2 separate regions of the Neogale vison genome follow, and region 1 is linked to region 2. Evidence: chromatin contacts called from public Hi-C data. All regions are on one chromosome and are shown on one strand. The core of a region is the stretch at or near the end of the contact, and the rest is flanking DNA. Distances in the headings are between cores, read along the strand shown.

What was found. A called contact is a pair of places that touch in the nucleus more often than the background predicts.
Region 1: a Hi-C map of fibroblasts shows a contact between it and region 2, with 6 times the contacts expected there. The contact joins the promoter of ATAD2B here to the promoter of SF3B6 in region 2. A contact is called at or near these places in 2 of 3 Hi-C or Micro-C datasets (fibroblasts and muscle).

What each region holds. Positions count from the first base shown.
Region 1 is chr8:125,830,246-125,837,297 of ASM_NN_V1, reverse strand. It overlaps ATAD2B (ATPase family AAA domain-containing protein 2B), which reads right to left and starts at 2,452. Exons shown (of 28, transcript XM_044262002.1): 1 at 1,930-2,452. The coding sequence starts at 2,145.
Region 2 is chr8:125,693,661-125,700,921 of ASM_NN_V1, reverse strand. It overlaps SF3B6 (splicing factor 3B subunit 6), which reads right to left and starts at 5,750. Exons shown (of 4, transcript XM_044261994.1): 1 at 5,444-5,750; 2 at 1,729-1,847. The coding sequence starts at 5,473. It overlaps TP53I3 (quinone oxidoreductase PIG3), which reads right to left. Exons shown (of 6, transcript XM_044261992.1): 6 at 6,193-6,531. The coding sequence ends at 6,349.

The sequences.
Region 1 (7,052 bases), core at 1,203-3,702, 140 kb before region 2:
AAGACAAGTCTAAAACAGAAAAACAAATATTTTAAAGTAAATCTTCATTAGCCCGTTATTTACAGCCTTTTAAAACATTTTCAAGGGATCCTTGAAACAAAGTTTCATTAGCATCCTTCTAGAAAAAGCTGCACTGCCTTTCATTCCTCCAGCAATTTAAAAGCTACCAAACATTCATTTCTACATTAGATTATTGATTCCTTGCCTTTTAACATCTCCATAACAGCTGCTTGACAAATTACTTCACCTTATTCCTCAGAGGGTAAGGACAGCATGATATCCATGAATTCAAAAACGGGACCACAAACTGATCAGTGACAGATGAGCTAATTGCTTCAGATGAATTAGATACTGCTCTAATAGACTAGGCATTGAAACCATTATACTACAATAAATGCTTACACTCTAAATATTTTTCTTGTACTTAGGTGTAGAAGACAGACCTTTCTTAAATTTACTTCTGTTTTAAAATATATGTCAGCTTCAGAAAGTCTATAAGCTTGTACACATTGGGAGTAATTTCTACAAAATGCCAAGTTTTCAAAATAATTATTCTAAATAGTATGTACAACTTTCAGATTTAGCTTTCTTATTTCAACCTAAGAGAAGTTCGCCCCAAAAGAGTCTAACGAGACTCTTTTTAAATGTTTTTTAAATGTTTTTTAAATGTTTTCCAGACTTTTAGCAAAATAAAAACCAAATACATTTTCAGAGATACAATAAATGTATTTCAGGCTAGTACAGAATAATATATGATTATTTCCCTCAGTTCATTCTGATTAGTGTCTGAACAGTCTGTGATAGAGAAAAAGCACACACAAACCATAATCTTGTAGACCCCATAGAAAATAAAATATTGTTTCCCTCCCACAATAACAAAATGGTGTGAAATCAAAGGAGCATTTTAAATGAATAACCATTTCCAGCCAAATTAGTCTCAGTAAATTAGCCTCTTGCTAGACAGAAGCAATACTCTTTTCTGAATGCATAACCAATCTCCTAACACAAACTTCTCCATTCCCTTAAAGTGACAAAACAAGTGCTAGCTTAGAGTTTTATAAAATAAGCTCTTTCGACCACTTTAAAAAAAAAAAAAACAACTAAACTAAATCTCCAGCCTTCTTCAAATGTCACGTGTGCGACTCTGTGACCATGGTGTCCATTCACCTTCTATAAACTATTCCCATAACAAAAATGCAGACATCTGAAGACAGTGTGTACAATCCAAAACATTCGACGTGCCCCTTTTGAGACTTGAAGCTCTACTGGAAAGCTCTACTGGGTCCCTGCTAGAACCCTGGTTCGCTAGCTGGCGGATTCCCCAGCCACCAAAATCCTGCTTGATCTCGGCTGCCTGGAGAGGCGATAGCGTTGATTTTGTTTTTCAAGTTGGTGTCAGAGCAGCTACAAACTTTTTTCAGCATCCCTGCCTGGCTGCCAACTGGAGCTCTCCGCTCACTTCCTCACCAACTTGAACCACCCCCAAACAGTTTGAGAGTAAGCTGGAGTTGAGACACCGGCAGGAGCTGACACACTTACAAGAAGGGTTTGACACCGCAGAAAACTTTCACTTCTCTTCCCCAGCCCTTCCACCCGGCGACTCCGGCCCTCCGCTCCGGCTTCCCTAGAATTCCCCTCTAAGGCACGGCAAGGACACGGAAAGCAGACCGTTCCGATGTCCCCGAAAAGACCCCCCTGAGCTCTCTCCCCCCACACTCCAGTCCTGTTCCTTACACAAAAGGGCCGGACCAGCAAAGCTGTCGCAGCCCTACCTAGCCGGGTGCCATCCTTCACCGCACCCGCAGACCCCCGTCCCCAGCCGCCCAAGCGGTCTCCGCTGGAGGCTTCCTGCCCTAACCCGGCCAGACAAAGCCCCGGCGGCCGGGCCGGCCCTCGCAAGCCTCCGGACTCGGGCCGCCGCGCTCTTACCCGGGCCTCTTCCAGAGCGACGCCGGCGCCACCGCTTCCCCCGGCCTTGGCGCCGGGGCAGCTGGCAGCGCGGGTCTTGGAGGAGCGGGTCCGAGAGGAGATGAAATGGCTGCTGCCTCCGGTCGCCCCAGGCTCTGCTCCGGCCCCAGGCCCAGGCCCGGGCCCAGGCGACTTCGACCCGAGAAGACGCAGAGAGCTCTTCCGGGTGTTCACCATGGTCCAGCCAGGAGGACGGGGTCCACACCGCGCCCGCCGCGCCCGGGAGAGCCAAGGAAGGCCGGCCCGCCGGCCGGGCAATCAGGGCCAGTGGAGCCGGGCCGGGAGAGACGAGCCGACCCGCACTCTGCGGAGCGTAGACGAGGACAGGCGAGAGTAGGGCAGAGGAAGAGAAGTAGGCGTGAGAAGGCAGAAAGCGGGAAGCGGGAGCGATGCTCCAGGCCGACAGCTCAGATCCTCCACCGGCTTCACCCTCCTCAGCGGGAGCCAAGCGGAGCCGCCATTTCTGCCCCTTTCTCTCTCGCTCTCGCTCTCGAGCTCCGTGCGTCAGGGATCCAGCGCCGCAGGGCCGACGAGACCGTGCTTCCGGCCGTGGCCGCTGCGGGGCGCTGCAAGGCTGGCCAGCCCTTCTCCTGCCTGGTTCCCCCTCCTCTCCCTCCGCCCCTCGAGGAGACCCCGCCCAGCGGCACGGCGTCAGCGCTCGGCCGCCCGAGAAGGGACGCTCTGGGCTGTCTGAGCTCTATGGTTTCCAGGTCTGGCCGGGCGTCCGGGAGGGGGGGAATGGGACTAACCCGAAGGGGCTTGGGGGTGAGAGAGCGCAGGAGCTGTCATTGGAATTCTCACTACCTTCCCGACCCTAGTACCCTAGCATCTGCACCATCGCCCCAGATGGGCTGGATGGAGCAAGGAACGACCGGCAGAGGCGGGAGATAGACGGGGACACGAGGCTCGGTGACCCAAGTTAGAAATCCCAGAGGTGTCTGAGGCAGGACACCGAACTTGAGTCTCACTTTTCGTGGCTGTAAAAATAAGACTCTAGTAAAATAGATCTATGCGGTTTCTGGCACATGTTAAGTTTAAGGAAGTACAAACGTTAGGCCCCTGCGTCTGTATACAAAACAAGAAAGGGTCGTTTTCTGTATGTAACCTTAGCCAGGTAGATCTAAGAATCACAGAATCAATTCTTTCTCTTAAGAGTCTCCTTTATCACGGTCGCTCCCACCCGCGCAAGAATTACGAATATAAAAAGCTGAACAGAAAGTATAAAATTTGTGATTTAACTTTCAAGGTTTAAAACAATATGAAAAGCTCTCCAGTAAAGTAGAAATTATGTTAATTTCACCAAAATTCTCGATATATTCGCGATAGAGAGTCTTATTCCCTGGATTAAGTTCTTCCCATTTGCTGCAGTAAGAAAAATCGAAGGCTCAAGAAAAGTGCTGTAAAAATACTCCAGCTGCATCAAAATTAAAGCATTCTGGCCATCTAAGCGCCGTCGTTGAACAAAACTTCGTCCAGCACTGAATGGAGGGAATAGTTCTGCTTGGAAAGAAGTATGGATGCCAGGATAATGGGCGAAGTCCGCTTCCATTATTGCAACATACCACTCACCACTTAAAAACCAGCGTCTTATGGGTGTGGAGACCTTATAATGGAAACAGACCTGATTTTCCTGAATCAGTTAGCTTTGTAGGAGACCCCTGAAGGGAATACAGTTTTCCTATAGAAAGAGGCTGGTTTAAAAAAAAAAGAAAGAAAGAAAGAGACAGGTTTTTGTTTGTATATGAAGTGTCCTGCATGCAAATTAGAATATGAAGGATTTGTGTGCTTTCCTCCCTGTTTTGTTTCTGTCTTTGTTTATATAGTCCTCCATTGAGAAAGCCAGATATGATTTGAGCTATTATTCTTTTTTTTTTTTTTTTTTTTTTGACAGAGAGCGGTCACAAGTAGGCAGAGAGGCAGGCAGAGAGAGAGGAGGAAGCCGGCTCCCTGCTGAGCAGAGAGCCGGATGCAGGACTCAATCCCAGGACCCTGAGATCATAAACTGAAGGCAGCGGCTTAACCCACTGAACCACCCAGGCGCCCATGATTTGAGCTATTATTCTTGATGAGAGGGCAAAACACAAGCTGGCAGCCCATAAAGCACCCCTCCCTTAAGGTACCATATGTATATATTTAATTTTCCTCAGGCACTAGTGACTGCCTAACAACAGCAGGGGAAAAACAAATAGTCAACTGATAAATATCCCAGTTATGTAGGACATGAAACTTTACTATTTTTGTTAGTAGCTATTTTTTTGTTGTGTGTGTGGATTTTGTTTTGTTTTTTGTTTTTTAAGATTTAATTCAACTATTTGAGAGAGAGAAGAGAGAGCACATGAGCTGGGTAAGGAGCAGAAGGAAAAGCAGCCTCCTGGCAGAGCAGGGAGCCAACACCTGGCTCAGTTCCGGGACTCCAGGATCACAACCTGAGCTAAAACCCGTTTGTAGCTGTCTTAATGATTTATAAGAAAAACACAATCTTGGGGCACCTGGCTGGCTCAGAGGAGCATGTGACTCTTGATTTGGGGTCATGAGTTCGAGCCTCATGTTGGATATAGAGATTAAATAAAGCTTTTTAAAAAAGGAAAAGAGGGACGCCTGGGTGGCTCAGTCAATTACGCTGCTGCCTTCTGCTCAGGTCAATCCCAGGGTTCTTGGATCGAGTCCCGCATTGGGCTCCTTGCTCAAAACAATTGGCTTGAGACTCTCTCACTCTCCTCCCACCCCTCTCCTCCCCATACCCTACCCCCCCTTTCAGAAATAAATAAATAATATTAAAAGAGAGAGAAAAGAAAGAAAGAAAAGAAAAACAATCTTAATAATAGACCTCCAGGAACCTACAGACTCGACATCTAGAGCCCTAAGGTCAACTTCACCTCCACGGGATACAAAACCCTATATATTTCGCCACTCCTCACAGTCACAATGCAACTCTCTCTACCCACAGGTCCTGTCCCCGTACTGTAATAAAGACATACCTTTTTGTACTGTAAAACATCTCAAGAATTCTGTCTTCACCATTGGGTTCAACAATCCCACATCAATAACCGGTACCATTTACTGTCAATAAATGCTCGCTCTGAACCCATCTGGTCTTAGGTACTCTTCCAGGCCAAGAAATAGGGAAATTTTTTTTTAAATAGCAACACATAGTTCTGGCCCTCCAAATTACTTACAGGCAAGAGGGAATCAAGAAGACAGGCGAGAAACCAGCAAGCTGCAATATAATGTGACTAAGAATGAGGCACAGACCTCTAATTCAAGCAGGGCCTTAAGGAAAGCCCTGAGATGGGGCATCTGGGTGGCCCAGTGGGTTAAAGCCTCTGCCTTCAGCTTGCATTGTGATCCCAGGGTCCTGGGATCGAGTACCGTGTCAGGCTCCCTGCTCAGTAGGAAGCCTGCTTCCCTTCCTCTTTCTCTGCCTGCCTCTCTGCCTACTTGTGATCTCTGTCTGTCAAATAAATAAATAAAATCTTTAAAAAAAAGAAAGAAAGAAAGAAAAAGGAAAGTCCTGAGATGCATCTTGAACCACCAAATAGAATAAGGGAATATTATGTACAAAAGAAAGGAAGACTTTAAAAAAAGAAAAAAAGGAAGACTTGAAGAAGATAACAAAGAGTTGCTTTTTTTATCTGCAATATGAATCAGAGAAAAAGTTAATAAAAATCACTTTTTAAACTTTGCTTAAAACTACATAAGTTGGGGCTGCCTGGATGGTTCAGTGGGTTAAGCCTCTGCCTTTGGCTCAGGTTATGATCTCAGGGTCCTGGGATTGAGCCCGTCATCAGGCTCTCTGCTCAGCGGGCAGCCTAGTTCCCCCTCTCTCTGCCTTCTTGCCTCTCTGCCTACTTGTGATCTCTGTCTGTCAAGTAAATAAATAAAATATTTTTTAAAAATCACTTAAAAGAAAAAAAACTACATGAGCTGGTGGGACACCTGGGTGGCTCAGTCAGTTAAGCATCTCCCTTCAGCTCAGGTCATAATCCCAGAGTCCTGGGATGAAATCCTGCATCAGGCTCCTTATTCAACAGGGAGCCTGCTTCTCTCTCTACCTGCCACTCTGCCTGCTTGTGTTCTCCCATTCTCTGATAAATAAATAAATAAAATCTTTAAAAAAAAAAAAAGAAAGAAAGAAAGAAAGAAAAAAAGGCCAAGACAAACCCCAGAACCTGCTCAAGTTAAAGCATCTAATTCAATCACCCTGCAAAATCCTGGTACAAAAGGATACACCCAAGTATAAGGACGAATTAGAAATAAACCTGCTAACCTTCCCACCACCCATCCTCAGGAAACTATGAGGAAAACTGCCATTTCCCAACATCTACACTAAGAATGAAGAGGAAAAAAACACATCCCTTGAGAATTCAGAACAACAAAGTGGTCCTCAGATTTACAGCCTAAATTCACCAAATCTATTAGGTATGAAGAAACTTGGGACAATAACTTTAGTTATACAGGCTCAAGTCAAAAGTGATTCTTAGCGCAAAGGAAAAGCAAACATACATTATCTGTGAAAGAATGCACTTTCAGCAGGACATGCAAAAAAATTAAGTCTCATAAATATGACTCCCTTAAAAAAAAAATCACAAAACTTTAAAAAAATCATGAAAGCCAGCAGAATAGACAACAGAATGAGGGCTACAGATTGATATTCAAGTACATAATATAAAAGATTAAAAAATAATGAGCAAAAATGATGGTGAATTTTAAAAGAATGAGCTAGGAATTACAAAAGTAAAAAGAGTTCTTAAAGGTAACACCAAAAGGGCAATCTATAAAAGGAAAAAAAATGAAAAATTACATCTCAGGAAAATCTAAAACTTAGTTCCATCGGGATACCTGCTGGCTCAGTCACTGGAACAGGCAACTCTTGATGTCAGGGTTGTATATTCAAGATCCACGCTGGGTGTAGAGATTACTTAAAAATAGAACTGTAGGGAAGCCCAGGTGGCTCAGATGATTAAGAGCCTGCCTTCGGCTCAGGTCATGATCCCAGGATTCTGGGATCCAGCCCTACATTGGGCTCCGGGCTCAGTGGAAGGCCTGCTTCTCCCTCTCCCACTCCCCCTGCTTGTGTTCCCTCT
Region 2 (7,261 bases), core at 4,501-7,000:
CTGGGTGAAGCCTCTGCCTTCGCTCAGGTCATGATCTCAAGGTCCTGGGATCGAGCCCTGCATCGGGCTCTCTGCTCAGCAGGAAGCCTGCTTCCCCCCTCTCTCTGTCTGCCTCTGCCTACTTGTGATCTCTCTGTCAAATAAATAAAATCTTAAAAAAAAATAAATTAGAAAATTTTATCACTAAATAGTTGTGTGAAGCTATAAAGCAGACAACTCTTGGGCACCTGGGCAGCTCAGTTGGTTTAAGTGTCTGACCCTTGCCTTCAGCTCAGGTTAGGATCTCAAGGTCTTAGGACTGAGCCCAATCCATGCTCAGCAGGGAGTCTGTTTAGGGATTCTCTCTCTCTCTCTCTCTCCCACCCCCATTTGCCCTTCCCCTTGTTCCCATGCTCACGCATGCTCTCTCTCAAATAAATATGTCTTTTTTTTTTTTTAAAGATTTTATTTATTATTTGACAGAGAGAGATCACAAGTAGGCAGAGAGGCAGGCAGAGAGAGAGAGGAGGAAGCAGGCTCACTGCTGAGCAGAGAGCCCGATGTGGGACTCGATCCCAGGACACTGAGATCATGACCTGAGCCGAAGGCAGCGGCTTAACCCACTGAGCCACCCAGGCGCCCTCAAATAAATATGTCTTAAAACAAAATTCAGACAATTTGTCACCTCCACACAAGGTTGTAGTGTTGGTGACATATAAATAAAAGCACCTATTACAACAAATGATATTTTATAGATGTTCAATAAATATCATCTGAAAATATAAACACCAATTTTTATATTTAATTAAAACCTGAACTTGTGTTGCAATTATTCTCCCATATACTTTTATTTATTTTATTATTTTTTTAAAAAGATTTTATTTATCTATTTGACAGAGAGAGAGATCACAAGTAGGCAGAGAGGCAGGCAGAGAGAGAAGGGAAAGCAGGCTCCCCCCTGAGCAGAGAGACCAGTGCGGGGCTAGATCCCAGGACCCTGGATCATGACCTGAACCAAAGGCAGAGGCTTAACCCACTGAGCCACCCAGGTGCCCCCCCATATACTTTTAAATCTTCAATAGAAAAAAGTAGTAATAATAAATCAATCTTGGTGTGCCTGGGTGGCTCAGCCATTAGATGTCTGCCTTTGGCTCAGGTCATGATCCCAGGGTCCTGGGACAGAGTCCTGCATTAGGCTCTCTGCTCAGAGGGAAGCCTGCTTCTCCGTCCCTCACTCCCCCTGCTGTGTTCCCTCTCTCGCTGTCAAATAAATAAAATCTTTAAAAACCAACCAACCAATCAATCTTCAATAGAAAGCTGTGGTTGGGAAAAAAATAATTTTTCTCAGTTACTTGTAGAGCTCCTTACTCAGTTTATTCAGAAATTCTGGAGTCAGTAAAGGAAACAGGAGAGAAAATTAGAGTTAATGCACATAAAAAACACAGCATCATACTGATTTTACAAATGATAGTTATGCGATAAAGGTTCTTTCTTTTCCCACCCATTCCCCTCAAACCATTCATTATACTTCATGCCTTCTCTAATTTCACAACTACTATTCTTGGCTCTCACTGAGCTAGATCAGGAAGGTGTCATTTTTTCCATACCAAAAAAAAAAAAAATCTCATCTCCCAGATTTCAATCCATTTAGTCTCTAGGCTCTTGGTTAGGCCTTGCTGCCAGCTCTAATTCTGAGAGGATACAATCATTTTCGTGAAACGACATTTCAAAAATCTCAGTAAGACTCACACTCGGATTTGACGAATAGGTCCATATTTCCCAAATATATCATACATTTCTTCAGCTGTGATTTTGTATGGCAAATTTCTTATATATAAAATCCGGTTTACTTCAGGTGGAAGTCGAATCTAAAATGAGAAATATGTACTATTATTATAATCAGGGGCAGAAATGCTACTACCTAAAAAAGATCTCCATAATAAATTCTCACAGTAGGGGCACCTGGGTGGCTCAGTCACTGGGCATCTGCCTTGGGCTCAGATCATGATCATGGGTCCTGGGATCAAGACCCGCATCAGGCTCCCTGCTCAGTGGGAAGCCTGCTTCTCCCTCTTGCATTCTCCCTGCTTGTGCTCCCTCTCTCTCTCTGTCAACTAAATGAGTAAAATCTTAAAAATAAATAAATAAGTAAAAATAAATTCTCACAGTAAAAGCAAACAGAAACCCCACATAATAGTCAAGAATAAGAATTATTTTTAAGGGGCGCCTGGGTGGCTCAGCGGGTTAAGCCTCTGCCTTCGGCCCAGGTCATGATCTCAGGGTCCTGGGATCGAGCCCCGCATCGGGCTCTCTGCTCGGCAGGGAGCCTGCTTCCCCTTCTCTCTCTGCCTGCCTCTCTGCATACTTATGAGCTCTCTCTCTCAAATAAATAAATAAAATTAAAAAAAAAAAAAGAATTATTTTTAAAAGATTACAATCTGGGACGCCTGGGTGGCTCAGTGGGCTAAAGCCTCTGCCTTCGGCTCGGGTCATGATCCCAGGGTCCTGGGATCGAGCCCCGCGTCGGGCTCTCTGCTCCGCAGGGAGCCTGCTTCCTCCCCCCTCTCTCTCTGCCTGCCTCTCTGCCTACTTGTGATTTCTCTCTGTCAAATAAATAAAATCTTTTAAAAAAAAAAAAAAGATTATAATCTGATATTCCTGAAAGTGGCATTCTTTTCAGAAAAGCAACTGGGCACTAGTTTTAGGGAGGACTATTAGTAGGAACTAGTCAGGGCTACTATAAAACCCAGGCATCCAGTCACTCACTGCAGTTAAACAAGGATTTTCAACCTCATTTAAAAGTTCTCAATGCCTCAGACATATATGGGAAAGAACGAAGGGAACTGTTCTTGCTTCCAAGACAATGAAACTCCCATTGATGACTCTTATCTGGTCTTTTAAAGAACGTGTTACATCAATAATATCTTCCCTCTCTTGAATTTACAGTTTTCACTTCATCCTTGGCTTCTATTCCCTAAGTGAGCACTGCTTATGTTCTGACAATTGTCATGCAAAAAAAAAAAAAAGTCATTTGTATCCTTCTTCCTTTGCTCAACAAATATTTACTGAGCACCTTCTTTTGCACCTATCAGGCAAGGGAAAAAGCAAGGTTTCTGCCTTCCCTGAACTTATCAGCTCCCTACTTACTACCCTATTTTGCTTTTTTCTTTTCCTTCAGTCAAGCATCTGGAAAGATCTATACTCACTTACCTCATAATCTTTACTTCACTGACACTCATCAACCTACCACAACCCAGCTTCTACCCCAGCACTGATGAAAATATTTTTATGCTAAGACCTTTAAAAAGGGGTAGTGAGGGGTACAGGGAGAGAATCTCAAGCAGACTCTGTGATGAGCGTGGAGCCCACCATGGGGCCAGATCCCACAACCTTGAGATCAAGACCTCAGCCAAAACCAACAGTTGGGTGCTTAACAGACTGCACCACCCAGGCACCCTGGTATTAACTTTATTTTTTTCTTTTTTAAAAAGATTTTATTTATTTGACAGAGAAAGAGAGATCAACAGTAGGCAGAGTGCAAATGGGGCGGTGGGGGGGGCAGGTTTCTCACGGAGCAGAAAGCCCATCATGGGGATTGATCCCAGGACCCTGAGATCATGACCTGAGCTGAAGGCAGAGGCTTTAACCCACTGAGCCACCCAGGCGCCCCGCATTAAGAACCTTTTAACTTCAGTGTTCAATTGTCGTCACACTTAACTTCTGAGGCTTCTGGCAGTGTTGACTATTTTTGGCACTCTTATTTCCTACCACTCTGGCTAGTTCTTCTCACTCTTCTTTGCCATTAAAATATGCTCTTCTACAGAGTCTTACTTTTAGACTCCTTTTTGACCCTTTGTATGACTCTCCTTAATTCTACACTCTTTGATCTCTTAACCACACAGATGGTTTCCACAGTAAGTTGATGACTCTCAAATATAGATCTCCCATCCTGAGTTCACTCCTGTGTTCTTATTAACATATTCAATTACATACAATCCAGTATGTAATTGAATACAATCCAACTGTATTGTATTGTACTTGTACAATACAATGTATAAGTACATTTGCTCAAATGTACTTTTGCTCAAAAGCTATTAAACTGGCAGCTTTTTAAGGTATTACGCTAAGTGTTGTATAAGAGGAAAAAGAGGATACTTATTCCCTGTCCTCAAACTAGTAGTGGTGACAAATGGTCAACAAATAAGTACAATAAAGTTTTAGATTTAAAATTACGGACTGAGTTCAAACAGACAATTGACACTTCCAATTATAATACACTTCTCCCATAAATCTGCTTTCTCACTCTGTACGATACTGTATCACACCTTCTTTCCTCAAACCTTACCGACACCACTCCCTCTAACATCTGAGTTCCACTGTAACTTCTTCCTTGCCTATCCTTAGGAACTGATCTTGCCTCTTGCTTACTGAAGAAAATATACATCACCAATTGGTAAGTACCTTATATTCATGTCACTAAACCCACCGATCTAAATTCATCCATATCCACCCCCTCTTCCTGTCATCCTCTACTCAAAAACCTTCACTCCTGAACTTACCTCATCTTTCTCCCACATCATCAATTTCTCCCACTCTACTGGATCATTCTCAGTGACACACAAATACACCTTATATAAAGTCAACTATTATTCAACCTCTGGACTCCCTATTCACATGAAAACTTGAAGAGCTGTCTCTATTTTCTTAACTTCCAACCTCTTTTCATCCCTCTGCAACCACGTTTTCATCCACTGAAACGATCATCAGCGGGGTCTCCAAAATTCTGCATCTCACCAAGTCCAATTTTCTGTCTTCATTATCCTATATCTCTCAGCCTTACAGCTGACCTACCCTCTTTTACCTGAGACAGTTTTTCTTAGGTTTCTATAATACCCCATTCTCTAACAAAAGAATGTAAACAGAAGGGCTTTTCGTTTTATTCACTAGGTATTTATTCAATACCTAGACTAGTGTCAGGCACACAGTACATGTTCGGTAAATTTAACTTCTGAATTCTTCCCTATCTCTCAATTCCGGCACACAGTAGGTGCTCAAACATATTAAGACATTAATGAAAAATCCAAAACACTCCGTGACTTTAGGAGAATCCTAAGCTTTGGTTGCCTGTGAGATACTAGATTACTTATTGCAGACTAGGCTGTGCTACTGACTTTGGGGTCGTAGTTTGTAGGTGCTGATCAAGCAACAAATGCTGTAGGACACCAGAGTAAGAAACCGAGGGAACTCTCAAAAGGGGTGGAGCCGAACTGTGGCGCAAGGAGCATATCCGCAAGGACAGGGCCAGGATGGAAGTGCCAGCATTAGGACAGTAAGTTCTGGGCTACTCTGGCCTGGGGAACCGAGCAGGGGCAAAATACACAGTTCCACGCCGTTAAGAAAGTCCAGGAGCGAGGTCCACCCCCCCACCCCGCCCCATTCTTCTGCTGAATGCCCGGAAACTCACATTCGCCCTCTTGGCCGCTTGCATCGCCATCTTGGAGGGCTGATAAAGTTACTGCAACAAACACTGGAATTCCTCCGGACACCTCCGGAGCTCGCTCTACTGGACCACCACACGGCCTCCAATTCAGGACATCAACATCCAACCTCCGCCGGAAGCTTTACTACACGCCGGATGATCGCCCTCTTACGTCCAGACGTGCTGACGTAATGTCCCCTTTCGAAAAGACTCCGGGGCCGAAGGAACCTGAAACGAAAAGAGAGCACGGTAAGATGAAAGGCGAGCGTTCGAGACCCTTTTACGAGCCGCACCGGAAAGGGCAGGGCCTGGGTTAAAGAAGGGGCGGTGTTCCTGTCGCGGCGGCCCTGAGCGGAGGATCCGGCCAGAGGGGCGGGGCCTAGGAGAGCGGGACGAGGTAGGGCCGCTCCCAGGTGAGCTGCGGAGGGACAGGGTGGGTCCTGACCAGGGACCCGCCTCAGTGAGGCGCGCGGGGCGGGGATGTAGGGCTGGTGGGTGAGCCCGGGCTGCTGTTGCTGCGCAGAGAGGCTTTCAGGGGTTGTGGCACGTTGTATGGTGGCTGACGCTGTTCGTTCGGTACCCGGGACCCCCGGCCCTGGGCCAGCCACAGTTGAGCACCCACTGTCCCGGCCTTTGCTGTAATCCCTGCGACAACTGCGGTCGCGCCTCCCACCCCACCCGCGCCGCGGCGGCCCAGGCCGCGGTCTGGGGCCGCCGCAGTGAGAGGGCAACCCTTCAAATCTACTCTTTATTTCATTCGATTGTTTTTACACGAATCCGTAGGCGAGACCAGGGGAGGGCCAGTAGGTTACAGGGCGGCTTGGAGTGGCACCCGATCTCTTTCCTGCGTCCTAGGGACTTTCTCCAGTTTGTCCTGGGAAACTTGTCCTTCACTGCGGCAGCTCCAGGACGATTTTGCCCATGTTCTTGTTACTCTCCATGTATGCATGGGCCTCTTGGATTGCAGTCACGGGGTAGACTCTGTCCAACACGGGCAGTAGGCGTTGGGGACTCTCCGTAGAGAAGTGGGGTAGGATTTGTTCTGTGAAAGCCTCCACCAGCCTTTGCTTGTACTTAAGATAAGGAAAAGGAGACATCAGCCTAGATAAAGACTTTACCTTGCCGCTCCCCATCCTCTTATTAGCCTCTGTGCTCTCTCTGAAATGTGTACACACCTGAAGATGCACAGAGCGTACCCACCCCCTTCACTGCCAGCACGTATGTGCATGCCCCCAAATGTATAATCTCTTCTGTACCAGGGAAAAAGCCTGAATCCTGTACTAAGATATTAGTGGCACTGACAACACGACTGTTCTTAAAGGTTTAAAGCAGGTGGTGGCCACAGACAGGATTTCTGTAGGCTCAGTTCAAAAGGGATGTTTAAGCTCTACTATCCCACAGGTGTGAAATACTCAGTGGGAAAACATTCCCCCGTCTGGCACCAGCCGGAGTCCCACATAGAGAAGATTTCAATAACATAATCTATTGAAGGCAGAACCTTAACTAACCTTATTCACCTTTCTTATCACACCAAGAAGAGTTTTCCTTTGAAGACAACATCTTGGCACTATTAGAAATGTATTTCCTCATACTGTCAATGCTTTGTTCATTCTGTTAGAAAATTTTAAATAACAGGCGAAATGTTCCCTACGTTCCAAGATGTTGAGACTTCTATTGACTACTTTTAATTAGTTCTGTGAAAATGGTTACTTATTTATCCATGGGAGGGGGCAGGTTTCTACATAGATGCTCTCACAGAAGATGTGTCAGATCTTCCTTTCTTGGAGCTACATAAACGCACCA